Regions from separate parts of the Mus musculus genome. Here regions 1, 2 and 4 are each linked to region 3. Evidence: chromatin contacts called from public Hi-C and promoter capture Hi-C data. All regions are on one chromosome and are shown on one strand. Each heading gives the region's core, a stretch centred on a gene start, on an enhancer-like site or on the middle of the called end of the contact. The rest is flanking DNA. Distances are from core to core; before and after follow the strand shown.

Evidence for each region. Promoter capture Hi-C pulls out the DNA fragments that hold promoters and counts their contacts. A called contact is a pair of places that touch in the nucleus more often than the background predicts.
Region 1: a Hi-C map of adipose-derived mesenchymal stem cells shows a contact between it and region 3, with 2.3 times the contacts expected there. The contact joins the promoter of Gsn here to the promoter of Psmd5 in region 3. A contact is called at or near these places in 1 of 484 Hi-C or Micro-C datasets (adipose-derived mesenchymal stem cells) and 2 of 9 other capture datasets (adipose tissue and liver).
Region 2: a contact with region 3 is called in a promoter capture Hi-C map of the HPC-7 cell line. The contact joins the enhancer-like site here to the promoter of Psmd5 in region 3. A contact is called at or near these places in 7 of 39 promoter capture datasets (the C10 cell line, the HPC-7 cell line, HPC-7-derived erythroid cells and 4 more), 6 of 484 Hi-C or Micro-C datasets (B cells, embryonic fibroblasts, nephron progenitors and 3 more), 24 of 115 datasets of contacts at active chromatin or transcription factors (the 230-238 cell line, the SCID.adh cell line, T-cell acute lymphoblastic leukemia and 17 more) and 4 of 9 other capture datasets (adipose tissue, liver, macrophages and 1 more).
Region 4: a promoter capture Hi-C map of liver shows a contact between it and region 3, with 2.8 times the contacts expected there. The contact joins the enhancer-like site here to the promoter of Psmd5 in region 3. A contact is called at or near these places in 4 of 39 promoter capture datasets (cranial neural crest, liver and neural stem cells), 5 of 115 datasets of contacts at active chromatin or transcription factors (the SCID.adh cell line, embryonic basal ganglia, embryonic stem cells and 1 more) and 4 of 9 other capture datasets (adipose tissue, liver, macrophages and 1 more).

Annotation. Positions count from the first base shown.
Region 1 is chr2:35,281,096-35,283,795 of GRCm38.p6, reverse strand. Gsn (gelsolin) reads right to left here and starts at 1,416. Exons shown (of 17, transcript NM_146120.4): 1 at 1,195-1,416. The coding sequence starts at 1,332.
Region 2 is chr2:35,137,117-35,140,093 of GRCm38.p6, reverse strand. It overlaps Cntrl (centriolin), which reads right to left. Exons shown (of 44, transcript NM_001379274.1): 14 at 2,286-2,462. Among named protein-coding and RNA genes, the nearest start is that of Cntrl, 29 kb to the right of the region's middle. Within about 2 kb of position 1,308, at least 1 of the 459 cell types and tissues checked has an H3K27ac peak or open chromatin away from gene starts, as enhancers often do. A contact at or near this core is called in the HPC-7 cell line, where this site is marked.
Region 3 is chr2:34,869,700-34,872,399 of GRCm38.p6, reverse strand. Psmd5 (proteasome (prosome, macropain) 26S subunit, non-ATPase, 5) reads left to right here and starts at 1,438. Exons shown (of 10, transcript NM_080554.2): 1 at 1,438-1,650. The coding sequence starts at 1,478.
Region 4 is chr2:35,157,155-35,159,952 of GRCm38.p6, reverse strand. It overlaps Cntrl (centriolin), which reads right to left. Exons shown (of 44, transcript NM_001379274.1): 26 at 2,165-2,357. Among named protein-coding and RNA genes, the nearest start is that of Rab14, 43 kb to the left of the region's middle. Within about 2 kb of position 1,347, at least 12 of the 459 cell types and tissues checked have an H3K27ac peak or open chromatin away from gene starts, as enhancers often do. A contact at or near this core is called in liver, where this site is marked.

The DNA.
Region 1 (2,700 bases), core at 167-2,666, 410 kb before region 3:
ACCCCTTTCTGGGAGTTTCTGGCCAGGCCAGGCTGTCTTCCTTTCTGCTCTCCTAGTTGGTGATATGACAGAGGAGGCAGAGAGCTCCCTCCCTTTTGGGGAGATAGCTAAGGCACAAAGAGGCAGGCTGTCTTTCAGGGGCCCCCATTTGGGAGACAACATAGAGGGATAGCCCTGGACTCCAAAGGCACTCTCTGCCCCTATGGATAGACACTCCCAGATAGCAGTGGCAAATCTCTCAGTCCCCAGTGACTCTGCATGCTCTCTTCCAGAACCTTTGTGGCTTAGGACGCATTATCCACCCCTACTCTGCAAATGGGGAAACAGGACCAAAGGGCAAGGGGCCCGATCCTAGGTCCCGTGGTTGGTTTTGCTCCTTGGAAGGGGAAGGATCATCACAGCCCACTAAGGACTGGCTTAGTGGGCCCAAGTGGCCTCCTGAGCTGTCTGCCTCCTCCCTCCTGCCCCGCCCCCAGCATCCCACCCACCAAATTTCCACATCTTGGGAAAGGGGGAAGGAATGGAGCCTGAAGTCTGCAGGGGGAACCTGTTAGGAGAAGGTTTGAGGGTGGGAAAGGCTGCCAGACATGCTCTGTAGGTGCCAATGGGACAGACGGTTAGGTTTGCGCCCAAGGAGGGATGTCAGCAGGTCACCTCAGACAGAGGAAGGTCTGGTTGGAACAAAAAGCAGGCAGAAGTCAGAAGCGATTGGGGAGAAAAACTCAGGTAGTGGAGAGTAGAGAACAGAAAGGGCAGACAAGTGGGAGGGGTCGGGCAGGGGAGGAGACCACAATCAGGGTAGAGAGAAGAGAATAAAATAACAGTCCTGTCCAGAGGCTTTCAAAGGGGAAACCGAACGGGAGGGGACAGACAAACAGCAAACAGCAAACGCAGAGGACTCTGAGAAAGACCAGCAAGAAGGGCAGTAGTTAGACATGATAAAGGAGATGGGATCCAAATCAGTAGTGGGGAAAGATCCGGCCAAGGTGAGGTTAGCCTGCAGGAAGGAAAGAGCTTTGGCCCCGGCCCCCGAACCCCGCCCCCAGGAGCCCCGAAGCAGCAAGACATACTTACAAAGCAACAAAACAGTTTTTCCATTCTACACCTGAATTACTCCCCTTTTCCTAGCGCTGTATCTGCAAGAACTTACAATAGACAATTACTCGGGGAGCCCCGGGGACCCCGGGCACTCACCCGCGCCTCAGACACCCGACTTTGGGGCGCCCTCTCTTGGGCCCTGCCCCGTGATGTGGTGGCTGCATGGGAAGGCGACAGTGCGCACAGCGCCAGGAGGAGCAGCGCGCAGAGCAGTGAAGAGCGGTACGGAGCCATGGCGACGGTGAGGACCCAGGCTGCGGCCGCGGACCCTTGGTCGCCCCAACCTTTAAGTAACCGGCCGTCCCATCCCGCCCTAGCTGAGGACCGCCCAGCAGGGAGGGCCTTGCGGCCCGCGGGGGAGGCGGGTATCTGTCCGGGATCTCTGAGACATCTGGGTTCCCTTCCCACTGGGACCAACCCGACTGGGTGCGGTCGCCCCTTGGACCCTAGTTTCCAATCAGAAGATCCGGCCTGTGGTCTGACATATAACAGATGCTAACTCAGTGAGAGTTTTTCTGGGGCCCGTTCAACCGCCTTCTTATTGGTCCAATAAGCAGATCCAACAAAAACTAACCAAAACAACAAAAAACACCTAGCATGAACTAACAAGTTCATGGCGGTTTCCAACTCAAGTACTCTTTTTGGATTGTTCTCCCCTCCCCCCAGTGACATTTTTTCTTTCTTTCTGTTTTGTTATTGTTATTTTGAGCAAATCTTAGTTTGTTGTACAAAGTTCTTGCCTGTTGACTGGTTGCCCCTGCCCAGGGCAATACTTGTATCCATCTCCTTTAAAGGATAACACCTCCATTTCCTTCTGCAACCTTTTCCCCCCACCTCCCCGCCCCATTTCAGGCCCTCTCCTTCCCTCGCTCCTCATCACTGGGAAATGTGGACCTAAGTTAAACTACTAAGTACCACCTACTATGTCTCCTAGAGGTTGCAGAGGGTTAGATCAGGCCTGCTCAGATAGCCTGGTCTGCAGGAGGCAATGCATCGCTGTCCCAGCTCCCTTGGGAGCCTACATAGCATGACTTCTATCTAACTTTGCTGTCTCCCTCCCCAGTTTCTTCCCACTTAAGGGGAAACAGTTCACAGCTAAGAGAACACAGAGAACAGCTGAGACTGAAGGTTATGGGGACTTCAGATGGCCTGGGTCTTGTCGCAGGGGAGACTGAGAACATTTCCAGGGGAGGGAACAGCATATAGGCAGAGGGCAAGCAAACACAGGCCATGCCCAGTAAATAGCTAGGATCTGATTTACAGGGGGGCAAGGCAAGAAAGGTGAGTACCCCTAGAAATGGGATTTTATCAGGTGTTTGTAGAGGCCTTGAATTCTCTGGGCTCCATGGTCTAGGAAGCCCACCTTCAAGCCTGTGTAGCCTACAGTGGGCTGCCCTGGGCACAACTCAGGGAGGTGATTAAAGCCCACACTGCTTGCAGGAACATTTCTGGAAGCATAAGCCATTTTCACCTCTCTAGATAGAAAGTAGATTGTGCATATTCAAGACACATAATACAACATTCCCTACAGAGCTGCTTGCAATGGACAAGGATATGCATTGAAGCATTGTTCAAAGAGAATTGGAAATGACCCAAATGCCC
Region 2 (2,977 bases), core at 59-2,558, 270 kb before region 3:
AGTAGCTCACAACAATCTATAACCCCAGGTCCAAGGGATTAGACACCTGCTGGCCTCTGCAGGTTACAAAAAAATATGCGTGTGGTACACAGACATACCTACAGGCAACACTCATACACATATTTTTGGAACATGCAGATGAAGCTTGGCACAGTGGTACATTTCTGTATTCCCAGCTCTTGGGAGGCTGAGGCAGGAGGAGGGAGAGGTTGGCCTGGGCTACAAAAATGAGACCTGATCTCAGAGAGGAAGAACGTGAAAGATATAGAGGAAGGGAGGGAGGGAGGGAGGGAGGGAGGGAGGGAGGGAGGGAGGGAGGGAGGGAGGAAGGAAGGAAGGAAGGAAGGAAGGAAGGAAGGAAGGAAAAAGAGGAAAAGGAAGAAGGAAAGCAGGAGAGGGGAGAAGGAAAAAAAACAACAAAATAAAGCACAACAGCAGATGACCAGTTTCTGTCTCAGATCTGACAGGTCAGAATATCTATGGAATCTGCATCCAACAAGCTTTGCAAAGGGTTTCATATAACTAAAGTGTAACAATCCAAGAAACTTAGATTCTTTATACTCTATACTTTCTATGTGGTTTGAAGCCCAGTTCTGGTAGTTAAGGGTTAGAGTACGGCTTTCAATAACTAAACATCAAGGTTCTTAAAATATTTTTGCCAAGACTTACCTAAAATTCAAGTGTTAGGCTGGAACCCCTGTTCACCACCCTCCTTGCACAAGCTGGGAAATACCATCTGCCCTTCCTTCCCTAACCCCACCCACACAGAGAAAGCTCCGGGCTAATAACTAACATGCCATATTACTTCTTGTCTTCTCTGTTTCTGGCAACCCACTCAAGAGTGCCTGCCCAGGGACTCAGTGTTTGACCACGTATGGACACAATCCAGCTCCTAGCTGGTTCTATAAAACCCTCTTGCTTTAACCTGGATGAATGACTTCACTGACCTCTACCTGTGAGATCAGAGAGCCCACCCGAGAGCTGCCTCTAATAAACCTGCCTTTATCTACTTTTAGTAAGGTCTAATCTGACCTATATCTGCATCACTGGGGGAGAGAAAAAGCCTGTCACCAAGTACAAAAGACCATCATTCAAAGTAGCTTGGGCAAACCAAAAACAAAAAGGAGTTCATTCTAAAGAGATGGCATTTAGAAATTTTATTTGCTGCTATTAAAAAATAATAATAATTTCTTTCCCCTAACCAGCTGCTTTTTGCTACTCTGATCCTGCCAAGGGTTTTATAAACTGTAGTGCTCTTGGAAAACACAATACTGACACTTGGCAAGACACCGATCTCTGGTAAGACAAGAACAGAACATTAATCACTACAGCACAGGCCTACTCTTGCTTCCTCTTCTAGTCACACACACACTCTAGAGCATGTGCCTTTACATTTATCACTTTGTACTTTGTGTGTCTGTGTTTGCTGGCAAGGATGTCTGTGTCTGCAGAGGCCAGAAGAGGACATGGAATTCTCTGGAACTGGGGTTTTGATGGTTGTGAGCCACTATGTGGGTGCTGGGATCCAGCCTGGGGCCTTAGGAGAGAGGTCAGGTGCTCCTAACTGCTGACCATCTCACTCTGATGAAGGACAGGCTACGGTGCCCACTTTCACCCTGCTACTTAACTTTTATCTTCTTTCTGCACTTTCTTTGCCCTGACATCTGAAGATCTTGCAGTACACTGCCCTCTCGAACCCTTTGTCAAGGTCACCCACCTTCCCTTTCTATCCCTTTCACTCCCACTCACCCCCATGCCCTAATGAGGCGTCCTTTCTAAAGGTGGTTACCAGTATAACAAACGAGTGATCTTTCAATCAATCATAAAAGGAAACAGCAAACTAAAATCTAAAGTCAATTTAAATAGAAGTTCTTAAAGCTATTCTGAGAAAGGAACCCTAGGCCTATCAAACCCTAACTTACCAAGGCATTCATGCCCACCGTCCCCAGCATCTGCTGTCTAAAACAGGGGTTGGGGGGGGGGGCATGAAACAATCTGGCCACATTTTAACAGGGCTATTGTTTGATTTCAGAACATCAGACTCCCAAAATATGCTCCTTTATATGTTCCATTAATCCATAGCCATTATATTAAAAATATCTGTATTAAGACAATGCCAGGTGTGGTGGCCCATGTTTATAACCCCAGCACTACAAAGCTGAGGCAGGGTGATTTCCATAAATTCTAGGCCAGCCTGGGCTACATTATATAGTGAGATGCTATCTCAAAAGAGGGACAGACAGCACAGGCTGCTTGGTTTGTATTTGGCATATGTTCCTACTTACCTGAGTACGCCTTAGGAGTTTTTCCAACTCTTGCTTGAGCTGGCTGGTTTCAGCGTCTTTTAGTTTTAACTGAGTCTCTAGCTCAGTTTCATAGGCGCTGAGATCTCCCTGGGCTTGCTGTAGGGATGCATTCACCTCATGCTGTTCCTGGAGGGCACTTTCTAGCTCTGCAAGCTCCTGCAAAGATTCAGCATGTTTAAATGCAGCGTCCTGAGTGCTGCATAAGCATCTGCAAGCCACTGTAACTAACCTGAGCACCAAATGCTGGCCAACTGCTACTGCCCAGCACAGACAGACTTTATAAACAACAGGACGCAGGGTCATGCTGGCATATCCAAGTTGAAATACAAACTCTTCTACTAAATGTCACCCGAAAATTCACCAAGTTACCAACAGGTTGCTTTCCAAAGTAATTATCTCTGTGACACTCTAGTCTGAAAGTATATGAGGAAGACAGGAGTGGGAAAACATTTATAAAAAAGGAGAATAATAAGTGTAAGTAAGGCCTGTCCTTCCCTGGACTTGGTGTTTTTACATTCACTGGTTCATCGGATAACAGCCCTGGACATTACAGTTTATACTAAGCAACTGGAGAAGTGTCTCAGGGATCACAGCACTGTGCGGCTAGAAAAAGGAGGTGAGTTATGGACCCAGATCTCTGATTGCAAAGCCCACATTTTTCTGATTAAACC
Region 3 (2,700 bases), core at 189-2,688:
TTCTTGTCTATGGATATAGACTCTTGGCTCACTTTTCCCAATATTATTTTTAACCAAATCAATTCTCCATTCTTTTTAAATCTCATCAGCTCTAGGGAAACGTGTGTGGCCACTCACAACATACTCCTAAGTTTCTCGCAAGCTTTAAGAATGACTGGCTATGTGTCATCTTTTTTTTTTTTTAAACTTCTTTTACAACTACTAAAAGTAGTATAAGGCTGCTGTGTTACTTAAGTGAGTTTTCTTTTTCAACGCAGGGAGCAAAGTGGTCAAATGTCTTCTTGATATAATTCCTGAATGTCTGGAAAATATTATGATCCAAGGGCTACAGAAAACAAGCCCCTGGGAGTTTGGAGGGCTGGGGAGGAGTCTGAATGCCTGGGACTTCTGTTCATAATCACCCACACCTTTAATTCAAGAGTTTTCTCTGCCAATTAGCTTCTAGGCTTCAAGGGTACGATAATCGTGAAGTAACGAAAAGAGAAGACAACGGTTAGTGACAGTTCTCCGTGTGTATGACATAAAATGGGGAAACGGGTAGTTTAACCTTTTCCAAAAGAGTGGGATTAGGGTCTTTGTAAAGTCGCAGAGTTTTATTGTTGTCACCTGAGTCCCTGACATGCACGCGCGAACACACATACAGATGGGCATCCCATCCTTAGTCTCCTCTAAGCTTCCTGGATTTTTGTCTCTTTCCGTAAAAGAACAGGAAGCCATGCGTTCCAAAACAGACTCATCTCCTTGGCACAGGGGACCAAATGAGGTCTACAACTCTGACCAGACATTCCAACGGCTTGAAATAGTTGGTTGTCAACTAGCTTTTAATGGTTCTTCTCCAACAACCCCGTGTTTCGCAGATGGCAGCGATTTTTAAGCTTCTCTCCCTCTCTCTCTCCTCTCTCTCTTTCACGAAATATATATAGCTTGTCCTTGACCACTGATTTCCATCAGACACTTCTGTGTGCATTTGGTCTCGGAGTCTGAGGCCAGCCCCTCCATGGCCTGCTCCTTCTCTCCGCACTAAATGCTATGTCTGTCCTTCGGTGATTACGTCACGCGCAGACTCTGGAAGATGCCGAAAACTTCCTGCACATCGGCCCCAAACTTCTCTTAATCAGGCCTTCCATTGGCTGACAGACGTCAAACCGGCGCCCCACGTCCAAGTTTTCGGGGACCATGTGCCTCATCTTGATGGCCACCTGGCCTCGGACTCGGGTTCAGTCATCCCGGTTCCGTCACGGAGGCCTCTGCGGAGAGCGTGCACAAAGCCTCTTGATCCCCTGGGCGGTCTCAGTCTCTTAGTCTCCCGGCACGCGCAAGACTCCGGGCCCCAAAGAAAGGGGCGGGGACCGCGTTGAGAAAGGATCTCGCGAGACTTGACAGATCTGCTGGGAGGCTTCGCTCCGTAAGATCTCGCGAGATTCAGAGAGGCGCTCTGGGAACCTAGTAGGTGGGCGGGCAGACGGGAGCCAGGGAGATGGCGGCGCAGGCTGTGTCGCTCCTGCGGGAGGTGGCGCGGCTGGAGGCGCCGCTGGAGGAGCTTCGTGCGCTGCAGTCAGTGGTGCAGGCTGTGCCGCTGCACGAGCTTCGCGAGCAGGCGGCGGAGCTACGCCTCCGCCCGCTGTTCTCCTTGCTTAACCAGAACAATCGGTGAGAGAAGCACCGGGCTTGGGCGGGTAGGGATGGCTGCAGGGGTCTTTCGGAGAAAAGTCCAGGTTGTCCAATTGCAAGATGTCCACAACTGTGTGTTGCCCGGGTCTTGACGGTTCTCCTCTCCGGAAGGAATCTTCTGCTGATATTGTGGCGGGGTCCACGGCACGCCTTTTAATTTCAGTATCCAGTGAATGCTTGTCCAGTGGAATTAAAATGTACGGAATAACAGATTTGTGAGACAGCAAAACTTTAAACTAGAAACAACCATATTAATAAATCATTAAGGACATAAATTATTGCTGCGTAACGTTGCGCGGCCGATCTGTGTATGTATGAAAGTGTTGAATGTAAAAAAAAAAAAAAAGGAAAATTGTAAAGCTTATGTGTAAATTAATCCACTATATACCCCTTACAAGCGAGAGTAAACTGCATAACCCAGGATTATATGTAGAAGTTATTAATGTGCAACTGGAATTAAAATGTTAGGATAGCAACTTTTGATGAATATGCATCTATAGCATTAAATTAGAAATGTCTTGTATTTGTTAACTTGATCATTTAATGTGCTTTTTGTATTTGAATTTTAATTTGAAAAGATAGTGAGCTCCAGTCAGTCAGCACTGAATGCTTTCAGTGCGCTTTCTTACCTCCCTTCTGCTACATCTCTTACTCCTGCTACGTCTGCTAAGTTGGTTTTAACAGTCAGTATTTTAGTGGTTATTTTCCTTTTCTGACTAGCCCTCACCCTGCAACCAGAACTAATGTCTCAGGTCAGTTGGCTTAGCTTGTCTGTGGAAATCATGATTGTATAGTTTGGTATTTGGGCCCTTCCTGGTAGCTTTCCAGTCTGCTTTTCCAGGCTACTCTCCTTCATTTACTCCACTGAGCGCATCTGTTCCACTACCGTGTTACCATCACTAACGTTCCTAGAGCATGACTTGGCACTTTCTGAACTCCTCTCACACCAGTTCTACTGACTGTGGACCCAGCCCATGTGCCACCTCCCCAAAAAAGTCTTTCTCCAGCTGCAAGTGGCTCTTCGTCAGA
Region 4 (2,798 bases), core at 98-2,597, 290 kb before region 3:
AAATAAATCTTAAATGGTATAAGCACTATGAGAGGAACTATATAAAACTATGTTTGTGTCAACAAAGATGGAGCGTTTATGAAAAAAGTCATCTGAAGATGAAGAGAATGGAGATACCTTTTTATTCCAAAAATGTGATTATCAAACCTAGCCAACTAAATGACAATGGCAAGCCTCCATCCACACAGATTCTTCTTACTTGAGACATTATGAAAGGACCCTCACTTTGTGATGGCGACTTACTTTGAAGTCTTTAGACTTCATAGAAGTCCTCCTATGCAAGATTTGGCAAAAAACACTTTCAAAAAATCAACTTGGTTTCCTGATTCATCTAGAGTAAGAAGTTTAATATATCTAAGATTTTAGTTTGCACTGACTCACAAACAGTCTCCAGAGTCAGATGTGGCTGCATGTGAAATCTGTCTATTAACTGGGTGTCATCTCTTCGGCAGGATCCACAATGCTAGACATATCACCGCTTCTCTTCAGACAGCTGCTTTCTGCTGGTTCATTAGCAAAGCCTTGGGCAGGGTTCATCATCTACTTAGGGGAGTCCCTTGGAGGAGAGTGTCTCCACTGTGGTCACTCTGCCTCTATGTGTCTACTGCCAAGGTCACTGATTAAAACAAATATAGGAGATATGTTTTCTCTAGTTCCATAACACCTACATAACATAAATACAGGGAAGATGTTTTCTCTAGTCCCATAGCACCTATATAACCTACATAACCACAGCAACCTAACATTTACAGTAAAAGGACTGCCCATAGGAAGAGACATGAGGATTTCCTTGTTCTCATTTAGAACCATGTGAAGAATTCCGGGAGAGGAGCTATGCCTGTAAAGGCAGATGGACTGTAATGATGTGGAGGGGTTGGAAGTCTGCAGGTCCACAGACTCACTGCAATTTATACTCCGTTAGCTTCAGCCTCCTAAGGAGGCATTCCTTGTCCACCTCTGGTGGTGACCAACACCCTGTTGACTAGCAGAGAAAGCTGATTCAACATCCTGAAAAACAGATTAAAAAACAAAACCAAAAACCGTTTGGGCTCTATGAACTTACCAGCAGGCTTCCAGACAGTACCCAAAGCCCGCAGCTGCAGTCTCTGCCTGGCTGCCCCCGCCTCTCTAATGTTCCCACCAATGCATTTGAAAATGTCATGGGTTATGGCTTTTTTGTATGTTGTTACTATAAAATCTTTATGAAACTATTAATACATCAGAACATGAAATGTCAGGCCATTGGCTCCAGGATAAATTATCTTGTACCTCTTTGAGGTGAGAGCTGTGTTTCTGTAACATCAGTCATGATACACAGAATGTAATAGGTGAAGCCAATCACTCAGTTACAACTACGGGTTTCTATTAACTTAAATTGATCCAAGTTGAACTAACAAAGTAAAAACAGTTCCTGAGGTACTTTGTGTGCCAGGGCCTTTTTTTCTCTGGAATTCTCATTTAACTAAAGAACTCTAGAGAAGGCAGAGCTTCAACTATGTGACTCTGGGCTGCATGTGTAAGCTGAGTTAACACCACGTCCCAGGGCTGCCAGGGAAGCTAAAGGAAATGGCGTTCATGAAGACCTAGGAAGTCACTTTCCCTCTTTGGGTTTATGCTGCATTGTGTCTTAAAGAATGCTACTACCACTCACTCGGTAGTCCAGAGGTAACGTGCCAGCAAAGAACATCTCAGAACCTTTCTTTCTTTCAATTTCAACTTGGCTGAACCTAAATGAATAGAAATCTATGACCCAGAAATTGAAAATAGATCATTACTTCTGTTACCAACTTGATGAAGGAAGATTTCTGTAACAATCGATTTGTTATTTAAAAAGACGCAGATTGAAAAGTCCGAAGTCAAACCAAACAAACAACCACCTCACCTCTGCCCCACAACACACTCAGCCGGGCAAGCAGGACATGCTGGGAACTAAACAGCACAGTGTCTGGAATCTAAAGCATGCATTTAATCCACACTCAACAGACCACACATTCTTAGCTTGAATTTACAGACAAGGTTAGCAAAGTCAGCGGACCTAGGTGACTTGCTCAGATGCCCAGCTCGGACAGCGTGCTCTTTGCCACCATTGCTTTCCAGTTTTAGGTGAAGAGCAGGAGGTTGCCTGTGTCCCCTAGAGGGCCAGCCTGAAGCACACTAGACACACCTTCTCCTTGGTGCATGCAAGCTCATTCTCGGCTTCCGCCAGAAGTCGGTCAGCTTCCCTGAGTTCCGAGCGACGTTTCAGGAGAGTTTTCTCTAGGCACTCAATTTCATCTACGATATCCTCATGATGTTTGAGAGACTTTTCTATTTCTAGTTCAGTCATAAGATTCTCAACATGTCCATCAATGAAGTCCCTAAAAATTACATAAATATCAAAAGATTTTAAACACAGGCAATACGGACATTGATAGCCTATGAAGAATGTTCAAATTTTTACTGTGTTTTGGTTTTGCTTTGTTTTGGAGGCAGGGTTTCTCTGTGTTGCCCTGGCTGTCCTGGAACTCACTCTGGACATCAGATTGGCCTCGAACTCAGAGATCTGCCTGCCCTTGTCTCTCAAGTGCTGGGATTATAAGTATGTGCCACCCAACACCCAGCTAAGGAACTTGCTGACTTTTTAAGAGAGTAGCTACATGTTCAAAATACATTTTTATTATAAACACAGAGTATTCCTGGCAGTAAAAGCACACTATGTCACAAGGCTTGATGGACTTGGGTCAGCATCTGGCCGAGACAGCATAACCACATCATTTTCCTGAAGAGTAGAGATAAAGGAAGTGACTACACAAAAACTC